Regions from separate parts of the Mus musculus genome. Here all the other regions are linked to region 3. Evidence: chromatin contacts called from public Hi-C, HiChIP or PLAC-seq and promoter capture Hi-C data. All regions are on one chromosome and are shown on one strand. Each heading gives the region's core, a stretch centred on a gene start, on an enhancer-like site or on the middle of the called end of the contact. The rest is flanking DNA. Distances are from core to core; before and after follow the strand shown.

Region 1 (2,700 bases), core at 10-2,509, 2.5 Mb after region 3:
ACACACACACACCTTTTCCTGGGAGGGAAGGTGATAAACACAGCAGGCTTTCTGCCCCACCCTCCCACCTGGCCAGGTGCTGGAATGGGGAAGGCCCTACTCTTGGCGGGTTCAAACAACCACATGGCTGACACCGGCCTCCCTGACTGGAGACGCTCACTAATGGGAAGCCGAGGAAACTCCAGCGTCCCACAATCCCCCACACCGCGCTAAGGTCGTCTGTACTGGATTTCCCAAAGCACACGGGGGCCCTGCTGCCTCCAGTTCCAAGTCTGAGCTGGAGGCATATGGAGGGATGTTCTTGTAGAGCTGGGGGCTAAATCGGTTATGGCAGAGTCACCAGGCCAGGCAAGACCATTTTTAAGTAAGTCGTCCCCAAACATTTCACGACCCTCCCAACTTCAGAGTTCCTACCAAAATGCTCCAAGAAAGTTTGTGAGTCGCCAACTCTACATCCACCTAACCCTCTGTGAACTGAGACCCCTCGCACCCGTTCGTCCAGCCAGAGAAACCTGAACTGGAGGCAACTATCAATGGAGACTCAGGGCTCAAGCGGGGCTCCGAGAAGGGGTTGGGATTCGCGGCGAAAGAAGCGACACACCATCGGGCCGCTCCCCCCCCCCCCCCCGCCACCGTGAGCCCGAAGCCTCGGCCGCTGTGACGGAGGGGTGAGGGCGAACTGAGCACGCGGCGCTGCCCGCCAGGTGCCGGCCGCGATCGCCTCCGTTATGTAAGCGGTGGTGGGCTCCCGCCAGCCAGAACAGGCCTGGCACCCCTGCCCCTACGCCCGCTCCGCGCTCGGCGGCCGTGCCCTCCCGAGCGTTATGCAACCCGCAGCAGGGCCCGCGACGGCCGCGCCACTCACCCGGGCCGGCCAGTGTGGGTATCCTTTCATCTTCGCAAACACCAGGTCTCCGCACTTGTACTCTTTCTGCCGGTTGGATCGCGACATGGCGGGGCCGCGGGCGCCCCGGGCTCCGCGCCGAGCCGGGAAGCGCGAGCCCAAGTTTGCGCGTGCGGCGGTTGCGGCGCCGCTGCGCTCCGGCCCTCGCGCGGCCCCCGCCTCGATGCCGGCCCCCGACGCGAGCTCCGGGGCAGCCACGGCGTCTGCGCCCGCGCGCCGCTCGGACAGGGCCGGGCGCGGTGGGCAACACACGGCTCCGGGAGCGCTAGCTCGTGTGGTTGTTTGTGTTTGAAATTCAATTGCTCCCTCCTCGGCGCGAGCGAGGCCGCTTCCTCCACCCCCCGCGGCCCACTCCTCCCCTCGCGCTCCCGCCCGCGGCGGTTCGATGCGCGCAGCCAATCGACGCCTACAGCCTGCCCCGGCCTCACACCCAACCTGGAGGCCGCCAGGCGGGGCTCAGAGGCACAGGCTTGAAGAGCCGAGTGCCGAGCGCGCCGAGCGGGCTTTGTGTGCGGGCGGGTGGTGGGTGCCAGCCCAAAAGGAGCTGGCGCCCGCTGGACAGGCTGCACGTGCCCCTCCCCGGGCTCCTCTGAATGCCCTGGCCAGGCGGGGCCTACTGTGGCCTGCCTTGCGCTCTGTCCCCCCTACCACGTGCCATGTCCCAACCCACGTATTTGCTCTGCGCCTCTGACTTCTAACTAGTTAGACCGCCAAGGCAAGAGGTGTACCCCACACACTCCACGTGCTTCTGTTGGTGGCGGTATAAGAGTTCGAGTCCTACCATTTCAGTCTACTCTAAATTAACAGCTGTATCTGGACTATCACCAATTACCCTCACTAGAATAAGGAGGTCCTAAACGATAAAGACAGTTGGATACCACTAAATCTAGTTTGGAGATATATAGTATTAATTTGAAGACTGTATTTGGCCTGGGTTATATTCTAAGGAATGATGTGCGCAAAACTTGATCTCAGATCTCAAACCAAACAAGATTTTGTTGTAATTACATCTCTGTGCAATGGGTTTTTTGTTGTTTATATCTAATTGTTTTATATCTTATTTTTATTGAGACAGTCTTTTTTTTTTATTTTTTTTTATTTTTCAAGACAGGGTTTCTCTGTGCAGTCCTGGCTGTCCTGGAACTCACTCTGACTGACCTCAAACTCAGAAATCCGCCTGCCTCTGCCTCCCAAGTGCTGGGATTACAGAAGTGTGCCACCACTGCCGGGGGAGACAGTCTTAGTATGTAGCCCTGGCTGGCTGGCCTGCATACTCTCTTTTTAAAGAGATTTGAAGGTTTCTGGTTTTTGTTTGTTTGTTTTTGGTTTTTCAAGGCAGGGTTTCTCTGTGTAGCCCTGGCTGTCCTGAAACTCATGTAGACCAGGCTGGCCTCAAACTCAGAGATCCACTTGCCTCTCCCTCTTAAACGGGTGCACCACCACTGCCCAGCAGATTTGAAGGTTTTTTTTAATATTTATTTATTCATTTATTATTTGTAAGACACTGTAGCTGTCTTCAGACACTCCAGAAGAGGGCCTCAGATTTCATTAGGGATGGTTGTGAGCCACCATGTATGAGTTCAAATGGTCCACAAACAGCTGGGATTTGAACTCAGGACCATTGGAAGAGCAGTAGGCACTCTTAACCACTGAGCCATCTCACCAGCTCAGATTTGAAGTTTTTATTTGTGTTTGTGAATGCATGCTACATGTGTGGTGTGCAGAAGAGAGTGTCAGATCCCCTGAGGCTGGAGTCGCAGGTCATTGTGAGCCCATTCACATGGGTTCAGGGAACT
Region 2 (2,895 bases), core at 179-2,678, 2.1 Mb after region 3:
ACACAGATAATGAGAGAACCCCCGGTATAATAAGAGATAACCTGAAATGCTTCAACTTCATAGTCTTGACCAGTACTTTCCTTGTATGCATGCTTACATATTTCCAGTGATTCATATCTTGAGTGCCCTGAATGGGCCTCAGTAGGACAGTGATTTTTCACAAGACTGCACACCCCTTACAACATCCCCGGGAAGAGGAGCCACAGAGTCTCAAAGATTAGTGACCAAGAAAGTCTGCTTGTGAGGCTGGAAAGATGGTTCAGCTTCAATTCCCAGCCCCTCAAGGTGGCTCACAACTGCCTGTAACTCCAATTCCAGGGAATCTTGGTGCCATACACAGACGAAAACAAACAAAATATCAATCACAAGCCAAGGAATCTCACGATAGAACAGGAAAAAGACTAAAGCCTGAGAGCCACCCTGTAGGTAAACTTCTCTCAGGAGACTAGAGCAGAAAATAATGACTTCTTACAAATCTGGCCTGCTGCTTAAAACCTCATGGACTCGTCTACGAGTGTGTAGGAGAGGTAGTGTCACTGAACACCTTTGTCTCTCCTCCCAGTGTGGCCAGACTAAATCTGTTTTTCTCTTTACTATGTTTAACTTTGACCCAGGCTTACTGAGTTATTCTCAATAGCTCAGGTAACTGACAAGGAACTGGTGCTCTTTACTGAGATGAGTGGCGTTCCCTAAAGAGGAAAGAAAACCAGGAAAGGAATTTGGGAGAACTGGCTGGTGGGAAAGATCACATCCAAGATCGGGAACGCCAGGAATGTCATTTCCGAACAAGGGTTGCTGAATGACCGCTACTGAAAAGATGCCACTTCCGATTCGATCTGCCGGTAAAGGCAGCTTTTACTTATCAACTTAACAACTCTACTACAGCCTCCTAAATACTGATGCTAAAGTATCAATCAAGCGAGTTGCCGTTAAGTCACGCCTCTACGGAGGGATGGACCGAGCATAGGAAGCAAGGCCTACCGTTAAGAACCATCATTACTATCTACACGGAAATCATGCTGTAAAGGACACGGGGGCGTGGAGGGTGGCGACTAAAGAACCGAACGCGAATAGGATGAAGCACACGTAAAGACTAGCGACTCCGAGAGCGGAAAGTCATTTTGTCAAAAGAAGGCGACAGGAGAGGCAAGAGAAGAAAAGTGGGGAAGGAGCTTGGTCCAAGGCGAAAAGACCACTGGAAGGCACGAGGGCCGAGTCATGGCGGGACGGAGCTGGGCAACACTGGCCAGCTTGGGGAGAGAGGGGCGGAGAGAGACATCCCTTCCCTGAACTCACTGAGCACGAGCACTGGACGGTGGCCCATCATGGCGGCACGACGCAGAGCCGACTCTCCAGAGCTGGGGGGAATCGGCAGAACCTTCTGGAGAGAAGAGCAGCGAAGAAAACGCTGCCTCCTCAGGAATGACACAGAAACCTGCTAACCTCTGAAGTGCCGCCAATCACCAAACTCATTTTATTGATTGACAAAAACATAGGCCAATCGACAGTATTAGCCCCGCCCTCTACGCAAGAAAGGCAAGGCAAGTTAGATAGAGAGGGCATGATGTAGGGGACTGGGAGACGCAAGCGCTTGCGCACTGGCGTGGCCGCTCCCGGCCGCGTGCGGCCAGAATGTCTGCGCAAGCGCCAAAGCACGGGCAGTTAGCTGGCTCGCTACAGCGCATGAGTACCCACTAGAGGGTGGGTGCTGGGGTGGAGGCTTTGGATTAATGCTGTAGGTAAGATCATGAAGCTCTGTTTTGTCCATCGGTTCTCGTCCGACCGTGAAGGCCAAGGAAGGCATGATAGTTCTCTACTTTTTATTTCAGCCTTAGCGGTAGGGAGGAGTAGAGGAGCCAGAAATACCCGTCGTGGCCCGAGAGATTGAGGCAGTGTAAAAGTGGAAGTTGTCCTACGGGGCGGGGAGGCAACGACTCGGCTCCCCGCCTCCCCGGAGCATGCTGGGAGTTGTGGTTTACTGCTCTAGACGCGCTGGTTTTCTTTTTTAAAGAAAAGGAAGGAAAATTCTTGTTCTTTAGATGTACCTATTTTTTATTTTATGTGTATGGTTGTTTTGCCTGTGCGTATGTAGGTGCACCACTTGTGAGAGGCGATCAAGCGGGAGTCTGATCCTCTGGAACTGGAATTGATTGTGAACCGCCACGTGGGTGCTAGGAAGTAACCCTGTCTGCGGGACCATCTATTGCTCTTAACTGTTGAGCTATCTCTCCTGTCCTAATGTCTTACTTCTTAGAAAAATACGTTGAGTCTAAGGCAAAAAGACATAAAGGAGGATCGCTCACATTTCCCCCGAATATCCTAAGTCGTGTTTCTTGCAGTATTATGAGTCTTCTTCGCCCCCTCCCCCCCAGCCTGGTCACTGGTTAGTGACAAAAGAAACTAGAGTTTTTGTTTTTTTAATTACCGTATTATCTTTACCAGAGTTCTAAGGCTGGCCTAAAACTCGTCGTAAAGACCAGGCTGATCTCAAACTGGAGACAAGCCTCTTGCCAGATCACCCCATATAGGAAAAAGACAAAACAAAACAACAAAAAAAATAAGGCTAGTAATTAAACAGAAGTCTCAAAGAGTCATGACATGTTTGTGATAGATTTAAAGTTCGTATTTGGTATGCTTTGTCTTCTGCAGTGAAAAGGCACTAACAAAAACTGCCGAAGGGAATTGGAGAAAAATTAACAATTTCAGAACAGTTGTTTGTTTGGTGTGGTAGCACACCCCTGTAATAAACTCCAGAGGCTGAGTCAAGAGGATAGCGATTTTCAGTGGCTTCAGTCTCCCTGGACCACATAAGGGAGGCAGCCTGGAGGGAAGGCTCAGTGGGCTTAGAGGGTATATTGCTCTTGCAGAGAACCTCAGCACAATTCCTTGAACTGA
Region 3 (2,905 bases), core at 199-2,698:
CTGGCAGGGCATTTACCTATTTTGAATTCCTGAGTTCAATCATCAGTACCACAAACAAACCCAGTACACTTCAAAAAAAAAAAAAAAATGGAAAGAATATTCAGTATTATACATCTTTTTTCCTTCCTTCTTTTCTTTTTTCTTTTTTTTTTTTTTTTTTTGTTTTTTTGAGACAGGGTTTCTCTGTGTAGCCCTGGCTGTCCTGGAACTCACTTTGTAGACCAGGCTGGCCTCGAACTGAGAAATCCACCTGCCTCTGCCTCCCGAGTGCTGGGATTAAAGGCGTGCACCACCACGCCCGGCCCTTTCTTTTTCTTCTTTCCATCCAATACATGTGTCCCGGTTATATTAAGCTATTGTAATGACTTGTTTGTAGTTCCGAGGCTGAATCAGTCCTTTACCTAGAAGTTATTCAAAGCTTACTCAGGAGGATTGTAGAATGCCAGAAGTGTATTTGGAGATCGGCCAGTCCGGGTCTTATTTTATTTGTAATTAGGATACAGAAGTCCCTGGGAGGCAGAAAGAATGCCACAAAAGTGAGGCCAGCTTGGGTTCAAGAGTGCTTCACTCCCAAAACAGTAGCTATGGAACTTGGAATTCTTCCAAGGACATTGTTAACAATTTACCTGCCCACTGGCCTTGAAAATGGATAGTGCAGGAAAATAGGCCTATATCTACAAATGGGGGACGGAAGGGGAACATGAATTTGATGGGCCAGCTTCCCACGTATTAGGATGGCAGGCATATATTACCACACCCACCTTAGAGCTGTGGACAGCAATAGGCTCATACGCCTAAAAATGAAAAGTTCTGTTGAGAGACGCACGGTAAAAGAACTCTCATACAATCAAGCCCTACTATGATCACAACAAACCACAACTCTCAATGGATTGTGTGTGTGTAAATACAATAGGCTTCAGTGACATTTGTCAGTCCCAGAGTCTCAAAAGACGAGGTCCCATCACTTAGTAAACTGTGTTAAAGCGAGTGCTGGTACGATTCTAACTATTTGGTTTGCACTAGAGAATCAATGCACTTTTTTTGTTTTCAAATTGTTACTAATAATTGCACACCCAAGAGCTCATACAATCGGCCGCGTGTAGCATTTTTAGTTCAGGAAGTAGCTTCAGACCCTGAGGGCGTTTGCTACGCGACTGCGTAGGGGTTGGGACTCGGCAGCTCCTTTTCCTGAATAGACACTTATGGGCTAGGTTTCCATCCTCCCAGCCTACTACCCAAGGACAACGTTCCGAACACCTGTAGGGAGTGGAGCAAGAGGGAAACGTCGCGCATGCGTGTTGGCGCGCGCAGGCGCAGCCCGGCTTTTTCCGGATCGCCCAGCAGTAGCACCCACTCCGTACCTCCCGTCCCGCCTCCAGATGCAGAGGAAGGATGCGATTGGGCACACTTGTTGCCCGTCAGACCAGACTCAATTCTTCTCCCTACAATTGGCAGCCCGGGAAAAGGCCAGTCCGCCGTCGTCGGCTTACTCCTTAGAGACCTGGCGCCACCGCGGAAGCCGCTATTGGCGGACGCCCGGGACCGCGACTGCTCACTTCCGGCGCCGGCGACGACTCTGCCCGCTCGGGCACTCTCAGCCTCCCCCGCCCTTCCACCATGGCCGCCTCTGTGTGGTGTGGGGAGAAGCTGGTCCTCCCATAGCGCTCCTGCTGCATCCTCACCCGCTAGGGGCCGGATTCCAAGGAACCGCGTTTCCCAATCCCGCCGGGAAGGTTTCCCACTCCCAATTCAGGGCCAGGACTCCTTCCCACGCCTCGAGAGGCAGAAACTTAGGGTTTCCCCTCCTTTCAGGATAAGAAGCCAGAGGGTTTCCCCCTCCACTTCTGCAAGGGTGGCAGCCTTGCCTATCTCCCTGCAGGACACAAGACCCTTAGTCTACCATACTTCTGCGCAAAAGCTTTGCCCCAGCCCGGCCACTCCTGAGGGAGCATCTAGAGAACCCGCGCCTTCCCCCTCCGCAGGAGAGGAGGCAAGAGTGCGGAAAGCCAGGCCTGTCGGCCTCCCTCCCACTTGTTCCTCTTGCTCCTCGTCCTTGGCAAGCCAGAGTTCTCCATTTCTAGGACTTAACACCCGTCTACTCCCTTGACCTCTTCTGGTCTCTTGGCTGCAGCCATGGAGTTACAGAAGGGAAAGGGGACCGTAGCAGCTGCTGCATCAGGAGCAGCGGGAGGTGGAGGAGGAGGAGCGGGAGCAGGAGCCCCAGGAGGGGGGAGGCTGCTACTTTCAACCAGTTTGGATGCCAAGGATGAGTTAGAGGAGGTAGGTGTGGGGGGTGGGGAAGGGAGTAAGGAATTGGGTTGAGGAGGGATGCTGGATCGCATATGGGGTGGGGGTGGGGAGAAAAGGCCTTCAAGTTTATTTTATTTATTTATTATTATTATTATTTTTTTTTTGTAAGGCAGAAACATTGCTCTTGCTTCCTGCTTCTGGAGGAAGAAGTGTGGGTCAATTTCCTGGACAGGTTGCCCTAGTAACAGCTGCCGCTATTAAGAAAATGGGTGTGAGGGGTGTTGGTTACAGAAGGGATGTAGCATCAGTACTGACCAAAGTTATTTTCATTTCTTCCCACATACACACCAATAGCTATCTAAAATATCCACCCTATTTGAGAGTGTTAAGTTGAAAAGTATATATGTGTTTACAGGCAGGTGTCTGAGGATTGGCAACTTCCTACAGACTTGGCCCCTCTTCTTAGATGGTATCATTGACTGTGTGTGGATACAGACACTTGTCAGTGATTTTAACCGAGCATTTATAGAGTGAGTGAAGACTTACAAGTAAGTAGTATCTAGTTTGGTAATATCAGTCATAGCAGTGGGGTGAGCCAGTATATAGGGGACTGCTTTCCTTAGTACCAGAGAGTACATACACACACGAAGGAGAG
Region 4 (2,867 bases), core at 62-2,561, 2.4 Mb after region 3:
GGCCTAGCAAACACAGAAGTGGATGCTCACAGTCAGCTATTGGATGGATCACACGGCCCCCAATGCAGGAGCTAGAGATATTACCCAAGGAGCTAAAGGGATCTGCAACCCTATAGGTGGAACAACAATATGAACTAAGCAGTACTCCGGAGCTCTTGTCTCTAGCTGCATATGCATCAAAAGATGGCCTAGTCGGCCATCACTGGAAAGAGAGGCCCATTGGACTTGCCAACTTTAGATGTCCCAGTACAGGGGAACGCCAGGGCCAAAAAGGGGGAGTGGGTGGGTAGGGAATTGGGGGGGGTGGATATGGGGGACCTTTGGGATAGCATTGAAAATGTAAACGAGGAAAATACCTAATTAAAAAAAAATTAAAAAAAAAAAAGAAGTGGTCTTCTTGGATTTTTTTTGTTTTTGAGGGCTTACTAATTAGCCTGGCTAGCCTGGGTTACACTGGCCTGCCTCTCTCCCAGGTGCTACCTTGCTTCTTGAAATGGAAACAGAAGTAAAATTTAGATGCTGAGGTCACCATGCAAATACCACTTATTATAAATACCAAATTATTTCTGACTATTTTAACAGTAAGAATAATCATACCCCACACTTGTAGTGCATTGACTCACCACGAACCTGCTATTAACTGCTTCACATGGATTGTCTCATTGATGCCTGCCAACATCTTATAAGAAGGTATTACTTAGCCTTAATTTACAAAGAAGAAATCGAACACTGCTAATTCGAACACCAAACAACTGGCAAGTAGTGGATCCAGGATTGGTAGTGAAGCATTTCATGAGCAACTCACTGCTTTGTACCTTTACAGCTTCTTTCTTCTGCTGTAAGCCTTCCCCACATTCTATTTCTCATCACAGTAATTCAAAACCACACTTCCCGGAAGGCGGAGGCAAGCTTTATTTCCCAGCCCTTGAGAATCGTTCAGCGTTTCTGGACTGAAATGAGTGACACAGTAGGAATCGTTTTTTAACGCACTTGCAATGGGCCGGCGTGGGCAGACGCAGCCTGATCTGCGAAGGCTGCAAGTACACTGAGACGCGGTCTCCTTTCCAGCCAGTTTCCAGGGATGTCCAGAGCCACCCGTTTGCAGCAGCCTAGAGGACCAGCCGCCGCCTTTTCCTCCGGTTATAAATCCAAGCCCCGCAGCCACAGAGTCAGCAGGGTGGAACTACTCTCCGATCTTCGCCCTTGCTCCCGCCCCTGGGGAAAGCAAGCTCCTTACCGTCAGTGTACAGTCCTCTCCGTGGAAGCACGTGTGACACCCGACTTGGGTGCAGCCATCTTCCCGGAAGTGAACTTTGGCCCTTCTAGGATGCAGAAACCATAGAGACGTCCTGACAGTAGCCACTCCCCTGGATGTTTGCCACGGAAACTGAGTTCCAGGCTGGGTGCTAGTTTCCTTCCTGCAGTTGTTGGAAGCCAATGCGCCGCCCTAACCTCTGTTTCGGGTCCCCCACCCCCACCCCCACCCCCGACCCTATCCTGAGCTTTCCGGAGTTAGTGCCTCCCTTGAGGCAAGGACACTCAGGCTCTGCGTAGCGGGATCAGCACTGGTTGCACACTACCTTGTCCCTTTCGTACTGGGAACACAAGAACACTTAAGACTCGACCCTTAACTTGGAGGAGCATGTAGACTTGCTCCAAGAAGAGGAGACGAAAAGGGGTCCAGGGCACCGGAGCTGCAAGTACACCATTCCCACCAGCAGTTGTAGGCTTCTGCGGCCGGCCGGCCGCCCAAAAACAAGGGAAAAGAGCGTTTCATATTGCCTCCCCATATGGGAATAGCCATTTGCTTGTTATCTAGAACGCAATTACGGCAAAGGATATAATAAAGAAAATACACTGAGGGCAGAAGAGATAGCTAACCCATTAAGAGTGTTTCAGATTGAGTTCCCAGCACCCATATGGATTCCAGAGGATCCAACACCTTCTAACTTCTGAACTGCAGATGCATACATGCAGGCAACGCACACACACATATAAAATTACATCCTTAACAATTAATTAAAAAGAAAAGAAATTACAGTGGGGGATCTTCAAGAGCATCCAAGTCTAGTTACCAGTATCCATGTTGGGTGGTGACACATGCCTTTAATCCCAGCACTCGGGAGGCAGAGGCAGACGGATTTCTGAGTTCGAGGCCAGCCTGGTCTACAAAGTGAGTTCCAGGACAGCCACGGCTATACAGAGAAACCCTGTCTCGAAAAACAAAACAAAACAAAAACAACAACAAAAAAAGATGCACAGTATCCATGTTGGGTATTCACAGGTACCTGTAAACTCCAACTCCTGGGGACCCATGGCCTCTGCTGGTATCTATAAACATATACACAGGCCCACTCACAGAAACACATAATTAAAAATGAATCTTTAAAAAAGCAAAACAGAACAAAACAAAACAAAACCCATGATAGCAGAAACAGAGATGCAATGGGTGAATTCTGAAAATCATCCTACTACCCTGACCATGTCAAGAGAACGGGAGTCTTTTGTAACAAAAGAGTTATCTGGTCACATCTGTGTATCATTTGTGTGAGGCCCATATTAGGATAGTGTCTTAATTGTTGTGAAGGAACAACATGACCAAGGCAACTCTTCTAAGGAAAAAAAATTTAATTGGGGCTGGATTACAATTTCAGAGGTTCAGTTCATTATCATCGTGGTGGGAGGCATGGCAGCCTGCAGGCAGACATGGTGCTGGAGGAGCTGAGAGTTCTACATCTTAATCCAAAGGCAGGAGACAGGGACTGCCTTCTGCAGGCAGCCAGGAGGAGACTGGAATTCCACATTGAGCAGAGCTTAATCATGGGAGACACACACATCCTCTGCCAAGGCCACATCAATTCTAACAA
Region 5 (2,909 bases), core at 160-2,659, 2.1 Mb after region 3:
CTCCTAGCTTACAAGGCCAGAAGAGGCAGAGCACATGAATCAAGCAGCTCTGGGTTTTCTCATGGCAGCCTCCATTCAGCAGGGCCTGAGGTAAGACGGAAGCTGGAGCTCCACCTCCTACTAGAAGGCAGAACAGTCAGCGTGGTCTCCACTCTTCATCTTCCCATGACTCAGCTCTGCGATCTACGTTTTACCTACACTCTGTGGACATGAGATCCTAAGGAAGAACTGAGTCACAGGGTGCCTGCACCGATGAACCCAAAGTCCTCCTTCCTAGTCAACAAAATAATTAGCCTTTCTAGTCTTTATTCCAACTCAAGAGTCCACAAAATGTAAGCCATAATGGATTTCATAGTGTATTCAAATCAAACCTATATATGTATATAAAATTTGAAATTTCTTTCTTAAAAGATTTACCTTTAATTTTTGTGCACTGGTGTTTTGCCTACACGTATGTCTGTGCGAGTGTCAGATCCCATAGTTACAGTTAATGAGCTGCTATATGGGTGCTGGGAATCGAACCAGGAACCTCGGGAAGAGCAGCCAGGGATGAGCCATCAATCAAATTCTGTTTTTTGTTTGTTTGTTTTTCGAGACAGGGTTTCTCTGTGTAGCCCTGGCTGTCCTGGAACTCACTCTGTAGACCAGGCTGGCCCAGAACTCAGAGATCCACCTGCCTCTGCCTCTTGAGTGCTGGGATTAAAGGCGTGCGCCACCACGCCCGGCTCAAATCCTTCCTTTTAAGGAAGAAACTGAGGCCCAAGGTCACATAGCGAGAGGGGCAAATGAAGGACATGAACCTGGTTTGGAGGACGTCAGTCAATGGCTGTTTCCAGTAAACCACAGGTGCCCGGTAGGGTTCTGAGCACCAGTCCCTTTCGGGTCTTCTCCACCCGTGACCCCCATCCTCAGCTGCCCCCAATTCCCACCGGCTCTCTCCAACTCCGCAAAGCCCCGCGTCACGCTAGGCTCACCGCGGCAGGGGTTCCTGCACTCGCTTCAAACCTCCCACCCACCCACCCACCCACTGCTTCTCAGCTCCTCCCGGGACGCCCGCCCGCACCCCGCTGCACCCCCGCCCTCGCCCGGCCCGCCCGCCAGCCGCAGGCCCCGCCCCTCGCCGGCCCCGCTTCCCCGCCGCGGCTGCACACACACACCCTGGCCCTCTCACCGGTAAAGCCGCTTGGTGTGGAGGACCTTTGCCTCGGGTTCGCTGCTCTCCCCTGGAGGAGGGCCTTGGCTCATGGTGCCTGGGCCCGAGGGCACCTCCTGGTCACAGGCCCCCGCCACCCACCACTGGCGCCTCCACTGCCGTCTCCAGCTGTACCCGCAGCCGCCACTGCCGCCGGCCCTGCTCGGCCGCCATCGCTGTGAGGCGGCTGCCTGAGATGGCTCCTCCTCCACCTATCAAATCTCGCGATAGCTGCCGCCAAGCCGCGGACCGGCGACCAACCCACCAAGTCTCGCGAAAAATTGCCTTCTCTCTCCGGGAAGTCAACCGAGCTGGTTGTGGGTGGCATGGCTTCTGCTGGGCTTAAGTCCTCGGGGGACACTTTATTGCCACAGATGTAGAGAAACTGAGCGTTCTAGCGCAGGCTCATCCGCCTAGCTCGTCGGCAGCCGAGGCAACCTGCAGCGAGTTCCCACCCTGCTACGTGCAGAGACCCTGTCTCAAGTTTAAAAAGAGCGCGCTGGCGAGATGACTCAGCGGCTAAAGGCGCTTGCGGCCAACCTGAGCCCGACCCCTGGAGCCCGCATGGTATAAGGTGAATTGACTCCAGCAGGTTGGCCTGAACTTCACACGCGAGCTCCGTGTCACGCTCCCTAGCCCCCAAAATAAAATGAATTTAAAAAAATTAAGTTTCCAGGGGAAAAGAAAAGAGACCGTAGAGTGCAAAGCTCGCCATGGGACAGCTAGGTGCTGGAGAAGTGACTACCCACATGGCAGCTCACAACCATCTGAAACTCCAGCTCCAGGGGGTCCGAAACCCTCATACAGACATGTTTAGAGGCAAAACGCCAAAGTGCATAAAATAATAAAACGAATGGGCCAGCTATCATTGAATCAGACATCGTTGCAGAAGAGGGGCAGCGAAAAGATTTTAAGATCCGGAGGTTGTGGAGATCGGCATGCACAAGGTCAAGTCAGCTGCCAAAATCCCAGCGCGCCTGAGGGGTGGCTCCTGAAGTTGCTTGTTTTTTAAAGGAATTCTTCCCGAGAGAGTTATTTATTTATATTTTGTGGGTGCATGCATACAACATACACGTGGCCAGAGAACTTGGGAGAGTCAGTTTTCTTTTAAAAGTGTGGTTCTCTGGGGAATCAGACTCAGGTAGTCAGGCTTGGTGAGCCATCTTGTCAGCCCTATTGTTTTCCTAACTATAAGGCGGATCTTTGGGGTTCTCTCTCTCTCTCTCTCTCCACATTATAATGGCAATGTATATACCACTATGCTCCTGGCTCCAGCCACCAAGTCTCCTTTCTATTCCTCAAACTGCCTCAAGTCTTTTTCCATCTGTTGGCTGCGCTGTTCCTCTACAGGGAACTTCCACTGGGTTTCAGCTTCAGTCACCCTAAAGAGGCTCTCACTACTGAAATTCTACTACTGATTTGGTGTGAACTTTAATGTTGGTTACCTGAACAGCTAGAAACCTTGTCACTTTGTTCTTTTCTGTACATGTGCCTAGACTAGCACTTTTTTTGTTTGTTGGAGTGTGTGTGTGTGTGTGTGTGTGTGTGTGTGTGTGAGAGAGAGAGAGAGAGAGAGAGAGAGAGTCTCTACATAACTCTGGCTGCTGGACCAGCCTGGCTTCAGACTCAGAAATCTGCCTGCCTCTGCCTCATGTGCTGGGATTAAAGGCTTGTACCACCACAGAAATAGCGCCTCATTAATAATAGATACCCAATA
Region 6 (2,879 bases), core at 88-2,587, 2.7 Mb after region 3:
AATATTAGTAAGTATTATACACAAACAGCTTGGAACCACAATATCCAAGAATCAGGAATTGTCAGGACACAGCAATCCTGTTCTTGAATAGCCCAGTGCTGTCACCTGCTGTAGTAGAGAACACCCAACGGCCCAGAAACTTTATGGTGAGGGGAAGAAGATGGACATACGTGAGTACATACTCTATGATGACATTTACACGGATATTCTAGAAATATAAACTACAGAAAGCAAATCAAAACTTTCGTGGGGTTTGGGCTAGGGGTGAGGACGGAATCTGCGTCCTTACTGTAGCCTAGAGTAGGTACACTGGGGGAGATGGACTTTAAAACATTAGATTGACTTCTGTTGCAGGGGAGGGAATATGTACCATGCTATGGCACTGTTGTGGGCATAGATGACAAGTTTTGGGATTTGATTCTCACCTTCTACCATGTGGGTCCCTGGGTTCAACCTCAGGTCATCAGGCTTGGTGGCAAGCGCGTTACACCCCCTCGACCCCTCCCTGAGCCATCTCTCCATCCCCAGAGAGGGACATTTTAAACCACACTTTTATTGGGATGAACACATTTGTCTAAGCCAATGAAACAGCATGCTAAGTAGAATAAGCTAGATGTGGAAGGTCGGAGGCCGGAGCTGAGGTACATATAGCCTAACTTCACGATGGCTACCAGGGCCAGGGGATGCAGACTGAGTTTCAGTTTGGGATGAGGAGAAAGCTCTGGAAATTGACAGTAGCAAAGGTTTCGTATATGTGAAATACTTTATGCCACCGAACTGTATACTTAACATTTGTTGAAAGGATGTGTTTTATATTGTGTATGTTTTGCCACGATAAAGTTTTGGAACATTATTCATCAAGCCAAGTGGGCTTATTTTTATTATATGTCAATCACTCTTAAATAAAGGTGTCCCTGCTGTTTAGAATTCAACCTAGGGCCTGCAGCATAAGCCACACTCCCCCAGGCCCAAGTTGTCTTTGTTCTGAGACCTGACTGTGGTAGGTCGCTGAGTTCTTCGGAGCAAGCTGATGAGCAAGATCTGCTTTCTTTATGTAGCAGAATCCTGCTTCAACTCTTGCAAAGGTCCCAAAGATCTGACCGCGCAGGCAGGGTGCCCCTCCCCTGAAGGCCGCCAGGGGGCGCCGCCGGGCAGGAAAGAGGGGCGTCGGGTGGACCGCGACGCCGGGAGCCGGGGCTGTCAGGTTGGGCGGCTCTCCCCGTCCACTTCGCAGACAGGCGTGCGGAGGGCTGACCCCACCCGGCCGGGCTCCAGCCTCCCCGCGCGGACTTCCTGCCTGGGCGCGGGCGGAGGCCCACCCCCTTCCTGCCCGCGCAGCCAGCTCTGTCGGCCAGCAGGACCCGTCGGTACAACACGCCGCTCTGAGCTCCGAGCTCCGAGCCCCGAGGCAGGTGAGTGACCTGCCCTGGGCTCTGGAGCCCGAGACCGCTGGGCTGAAACCTGAAGAGAGGAAAGGAGGAGATGGAGTGGGGACTCCTGTGTGTGTGTGTGTGTGTGTTCCGTCTAAGTGGAAAGAGAAGAGAAAGGAGAAAGGAGAGAGTTAGGGGAAGAGAAGAAAGTGAGATCTAAGTAGAGAAAGCCGCCTAAGTGAAAAGAGAGAGAGAGAGGAGAGAAAGAAGAGAGCGAGCAGAGAGGGAGAGGGAGACCTAACTAAGTAGAAAAAGAAAGCTGCGTAGCTCTGAGGATAAGGAGCTAGGATGGGGACCAGCCTGGGAGAGCTCTCTTCTCGCCCTGAGGAAGGCAGCCTGCAAGTCTCCTGGATTCCAGTGTGCTGTTTGCTAGTGTAGAACCATGGTGGTGGTACCGAAGCCCTGAAAAGCAACCCTAAACCTTGTCTTCCCTCTATCCCCCAATTTCTTCTTTCTGGGAGGACCAACAAAACACAGTTGCCTGCCTGTCTCCTCCTATGTCTCGCGGAGAAAGACCCTGTTTAGTGTTCATAGTGTTGCCCCCTACCCCTGCCCAGGGAAGAGATTGGATTTGCGTGTCCTTTCCCATCTTGTAGGGGAGAGGTCAGCCATAGGCACCTACAGTCTCTGAGGCTTGTTTATTGTTGTTTTTTTGTTTGTTTTTCTTTTTCCTGGATGATGTGGGCCCATAGCCAGGCTGATAGTGTGAGCCCTGGGGCCCGGGAACCCAAGCTCCATCCAGCAAGGCCTCCCTCACTTCGCATCCCTGTTTCCAGCCTCTAGCCACGGACTCGTGACTCCTTGTTTTGGACTTTTAGTAGAGCCTGCTGCCCCAGCTGGGGACGGTGACCCCTGGTCCCCGGAGACTGGAACAGCGTGTGCTGGTTGAAGTTCCCAGGCTCAGCCAGGCCTTAGCTCTAGGCAGGGCCGGATAAGGGGTCAGTTCTCAACCCCTGCCTATGCTAGGCCTAGGGGGTTGGAGGCTGTTCTCCAAACCCAACTCCAGCCCACAGTACAGTGCCCTACCTCTGGCTGTGTGTGCATGGGTGAGATGGGTGTGGGCTGGCCTCCCACCTGCCAGCCTACCCTGCTTGGCTGCTCTTCCAAAACCTGCCCCCTCCCTGGCTTGCCTTTTTCTTCTCAGTGAAGGGTGAAGTGGGAGGGTTGGCTTCTGCTTCTCCACTCCATTCCAACATGCCCTATCAGACAACCCAGAAGAGGAAACCCTCCCCAGGCAGCCTGCTCCACCAGCGAGAAACCCAGAGAAAGATAGTTGCCACAGCCACTGTATGTGGCTTCTCTGAGGAAACTCCAGCTTGGAACAGGATGATGGCTCCTGGTACCTGCCCTGTGGGGCAGCCAGCGTGTGGGGTGGGGTGGGGGGAGCTAGCAGAAAGGCAGGAGGAGAGAGGATGGACAGACATAAACACAGACGCAGGCCAATGCAGA
Region 7 (2,700 bases), core at 79-2,578, 2.9 Mb after region 3:
AGCAAGCCACACAGTTTGTTTTCTGTTGGTAGACAAGCCCAGATGCCAAGATACACAAGCCTGAATTCACCCAGACACACCAACTTAAGAAGTGGGAGAAAAAAAAAAATCCAAATCCCCTATTCAAAAAGGAACATCCGATCCTACGTATTTCTTGAATTGTGTGAGAAGGACATCTTCCAGTCAGAAACTGGGCTCACCTTCCAACAGTATTCTGAGATACAGAAAGTAAACATGTCCTGTGTACAGCCACTCCATACAAGAAACATGTCACTTTCCTAAAATTTTGTGAAAAAAAATGTTATGCCATCTACTTAACAGGGAAATAAAAAGGGTAAAGTAGGTACTTCAGATCGCCTGGCCGGTGGAGGAAGGCATCTTGCTAGGATCTGAATTCATTCCATGCAGATTTATAGTTCCTCAATAAATTTCCCGTTCCCAGCAGCAGACAGCTTTGTGTCAGTCCTTCAGCGAATAGGAGGAGAGGGTGAAACTGACCGGGAATGACGGAGGAGGAGAGACCTGACTTACTCTCATTACCCTGCAGGGTGGACAGCCCCCGGCACCAACCAGAGCAGGTCTGGAGCAACTGCAGGTGCTTCAGAGGCCCCAGGGTGGGGTGGGACAAATTCCTAATCTTGGAAATTTCATCTAACCTAGAATTCCTCTAGGTGTTCTGCATTTTCGTTGACGACAAATACACTAAGGAGAACAGTAAGTTTCAGTCCATGACAACCCTCGGGATCCAGGAGCTGACAAATGGCTCAAGGAAAGAGGCAACAGACAGACAGTGGCACACACAGGATATACACAAGTAACAAGGCACCAGGGCTGGGCAGAGCTTCCTCTCCCATTTCCGTGATGATGGGGTTGAAGAGACACCGATTTCTCCAAGGCTCTGGGACACTGTCCGGGACTAACTCCTACCCTGCGCTGTCGGATCGCAGGGCCCTTTCCCTGCTCCAGAACACCCTTCAGCCTGGTGTCCGTGGGCTCGCGCTGGCCGACGCCCGAGCCGGGCACCCTCTCCTCGATCCTCCGGCCCCCGATGTGCCCATCCAGCCCCTCGGAGCCCGCAGGCGCGTCTGCAGGTGTTCGCGACTCCCCCAGGGCGCTCGGTCACCCTCCCGGCCTGCGGCGGGGCTCGCCGCTCCCGCTGGTCCGCAGCGGCTTCCACGGCCGCCCTCATCCGCGTCCCTTCCGTCCTGCCCGCGCGGGCCGCGACCGCCGACGCCACCAGTCTCACCTCTCCGGCGCCGTCCGTCTCCACTCGGGCTCCTCCGCGGCAGCTCGGGCTCCTCCTCATCCACCCAGAAGGAAGTGACTCCGCGGCGGCTTTCGTCACTTCCACTCTGGGCCAGGGTGGGAGGGGGCGGTGTCGTGAGCGGCACGGCTTCCGCCCAGAAGGTACCGGTGCCCCTCCGTGGCTCGGAGGCCGCGGGGCTGGAACCCTCTGCAGAAGGAAGGCTCTTCCGCGCTGACAGGAGCACAGGAGCTTCAGAGGCACGTGCGAAGTTGGCCTTGCCTTGCACTGTTCCATTTTTAGTCCTGATCTGCCTCGTCCAAGTGTTACAGCGTGCACGACTTTGCCATTCAAACACCGCTCCCCCCTCCCTTTCCCTTTGCCTTTTGTTCCCGATTAAGCAATTACAATTTTGTCCCAGACAAATTTTGTTCAAGAGTTAGTGATAAGGGATGTGAAATCAGCTTCCGTAATTCCAAATGGTTCCCAGCCCTAGTTTCCCTCCAGAGGCAGTGTTGGGACCAGTAAAGGTTAAGTGGATGAGAGTGAAAAGTGGTGAAAAGTGGGGGAAGGCGAAGATGAGAGGCAGAATTGAAGTCTTCATCGAGTGCACGAGTGCGTAGCAACAACTTTATGCAATCACAACCTTTCCCTCCTGGGAACGACACAGAACATGGAAGTCTTACCATGATTTGTATCAAAGGTTGGCTTCTAGCTTTGGATATGCCTATTAGCACCTCCCTTCCCAGACTGGCCAATGAATTTGTAATTATCTCATGCTGTACTTGTGTGTGTAGGATTATAGGTATATACTACCACAACTGGCCTTCTGGCTTCTACTACTGTTTTGTTTGTTTTGCCAGAGGTCTTGACAATGTATCTCTGACTGCCCTAGAAAGCACTATGTAGAGACCCAGGTTGGCCTCGAACTCACAGAGATCTGCCTGCCTCTGCCTCACACTTGTTGGGATTAAAGATATGTGTCACAATGCAAGACTAATAATTGATAGTTCTTGAGGTCTTGAGATAAGTTCAGTACTCAGTATGGCCTAAGGTTACCTTACCTGCTTAAAAAGGAAGGACTAGTGTTGGTGAGGTCTAGTTTTCCCGCCCCTTCTAGTTTGAAAGTCAGTAAAATGAACAAAATTTAAATACCATTGAGAGGATTAGAAATATGAGCACTCTGAGCATAGAAATTGCTTTATAATGGTTTCCATCTTCTGTCCAGTCTAGAACACCATTTTCTATGTTTGGGTCTACAGAACAAATGCTAGGGTTTAGCCGAATCAGCAGTTCTCGACCTGTGGGTTGACCCCCTTTAGTAAGCCCCTATGTCTAAACCTATTTACATTGCAATTCATAACAGTAGCAAAATTACAGTTATGAAGTAGGAACGGAAATAATTTTATGGTTGGGGTCACCACAACATGAGGAACTGTATTAAAGGGTCACAGCAT

Evidence for each region. Promoter capture Hi-C pulls out the DNA fragments that hold promoters and counts their contacts. Hi-C and Micro-C count contacts between places; a contact is called where the count stands out from the background. HiChIP or PLAC-seq counts read pairs in DNA pulled down with a chosen protein or histone mark.
Region 1: a contact with region 3 is called in a promoter capture Hi-C map of liver, with 7 times the contacts expected there. The contact joins the promoter of Hdgf here to the promoter of Ints3 in region 3. A contact is called at or near these places in 3 of 39 promoter capture datasets (liver and pre-B cells) and 1 of 484 Hi-C or Micro-C datasets (B cells).
Region 2: a Hi-C map of muscle stem cells shows a contact between it and region 3, with 5 times the contacts expected there. The contact joins the promoter of Cct3 here to the promoter of Ints3 in region 3. A contact is called at or near these places in 1 of 39 promoter capture datasets (pre-B cells) and 1 of 484 Hi-C or Micro-C datasets (muscle stem cells).
Region 4: a contact with region 3 is called in a promoter capture Hi-C map of pre-B cells, with 4 times the contacts expected there. The contact joins the promoter of Gpatch4 here to the promoter of Ints3 in region 3. A contact is called at or near these places in 2 of 39 promoter capture datasets (liver and pre-B cells).
Region 5: a promoter capture Hi-C map of pre-B cells shows a contact between it and region 3, with 4 times the contacts expected there. The contact joins the promoter of Smg5 here to the promoter of Ints3 in region 3. A contact is called at or near these places in 2 of 39 promoter capture datasets (liver and pre-B cells) and 1 of 9 other capture datasets (adipose tissue).
Region 6: a contact with region 3 is called in a promoter capture Hi-C map of liver, with 3 times the contacts expected there. The contact joins the promoter of Pear1 here to the promoter of Ints3 in region 3. A contact is called at or near these places in 3 of 39 promoter capture datasets (liver and pre-B cells).
Region 7: an H3K27ac HiChIP or PLAC-seq map of bone marrow-derived dendritic cells shows a contact between it and region 3, with 5 times the contacts expected there. The contact joins the promoter of Etv3 here to the promoter of Ints3 in region 3. A contact is called at or near these places in 1 of 115 datasets of contacts at active chromatin or transcription factors (bone marrow-derived dendritic cells) and 1 of 9 other capture datasets (liver).

The regions. Positions count from the first base shown.
Region 1 is chr3:87,904,880-87,907,579 of GRCm38.p6, reverse strand. It overlaps Hdgf (heparin binding growth factor), which reads right to left and starts at 1,259. Exons shown (of 6, transcript NM_008231.4): 1 at 866-1,259. The coding sequence starts at 952.
Region 2 is chr3:88,295,668-88,298,562 of GRCm38.p6, reverse strand. It overlaps Cct3 (chaperonin containing Tcp1, subunit 3 (gamma)), which reads right to left and starts at 1,428. Exons shown (of 14, transcript NM_009836.1): 1 at 1,297-1,428. The coding sequence starts at 1,327. Tsacc (TSSK6 activating co-chaperone) reads left to right here and starts at 1,564. Exons shown (of 4, transcript NM_001357024.1): 1 at 1,564-1,739.
Region 3 is chr3:90,432,179-90,435,083 of GRCm38.p6, reverse strand. It overlaps Ints3 (integrator complex subunit 3), which reads left to right and starts at 1,448. Exons shown (of 30, transcript NM_145540.3): 1 at 1,448-2,280. The coding sequence starts at 2,134.
Region 4 is chr3:88,041,550-88,044,416 of GRCm38.p6, reverse strand. Gpatch4 (G patch domain containing 4) reads right to left here and starts at 1,311. Exons shown (of 8, transcript NM_001110809.2): 1 at 1,238-1,311.
Region 5 is chr3:88,334,760-88,337,668 of GRCm38.p6, reverse strand. Smg5 (Smg-5 homolog, nonsense mediated mRNA decay factor (C. elegans)) reads right to left here and starts at 1,409. Exons shown (of 22, transcript NM_178246.3): 1 at 1,172-1,409. The coding sequence starts at 1,245.
Region 6 is chr3:87,767,411-87,770,289 of GRCm38.p6, reverse strand. Pear1 (platelet endothelial aggregation receptor 1) reads left to right here and starts at 1,337. Exons shown (of 25, transcript NM_152799.2): 1 at 1,337-1,412.
Region 7 is chr3:87,524,206-87,526,905 of GRCm38.p6, reverse strand. It overlaps Etv3 (ets variant 3), which reads right to left and starts at 1,328. Exons shown (of 5, transcript NM_001083318.2): 1 at 1,247-1,328.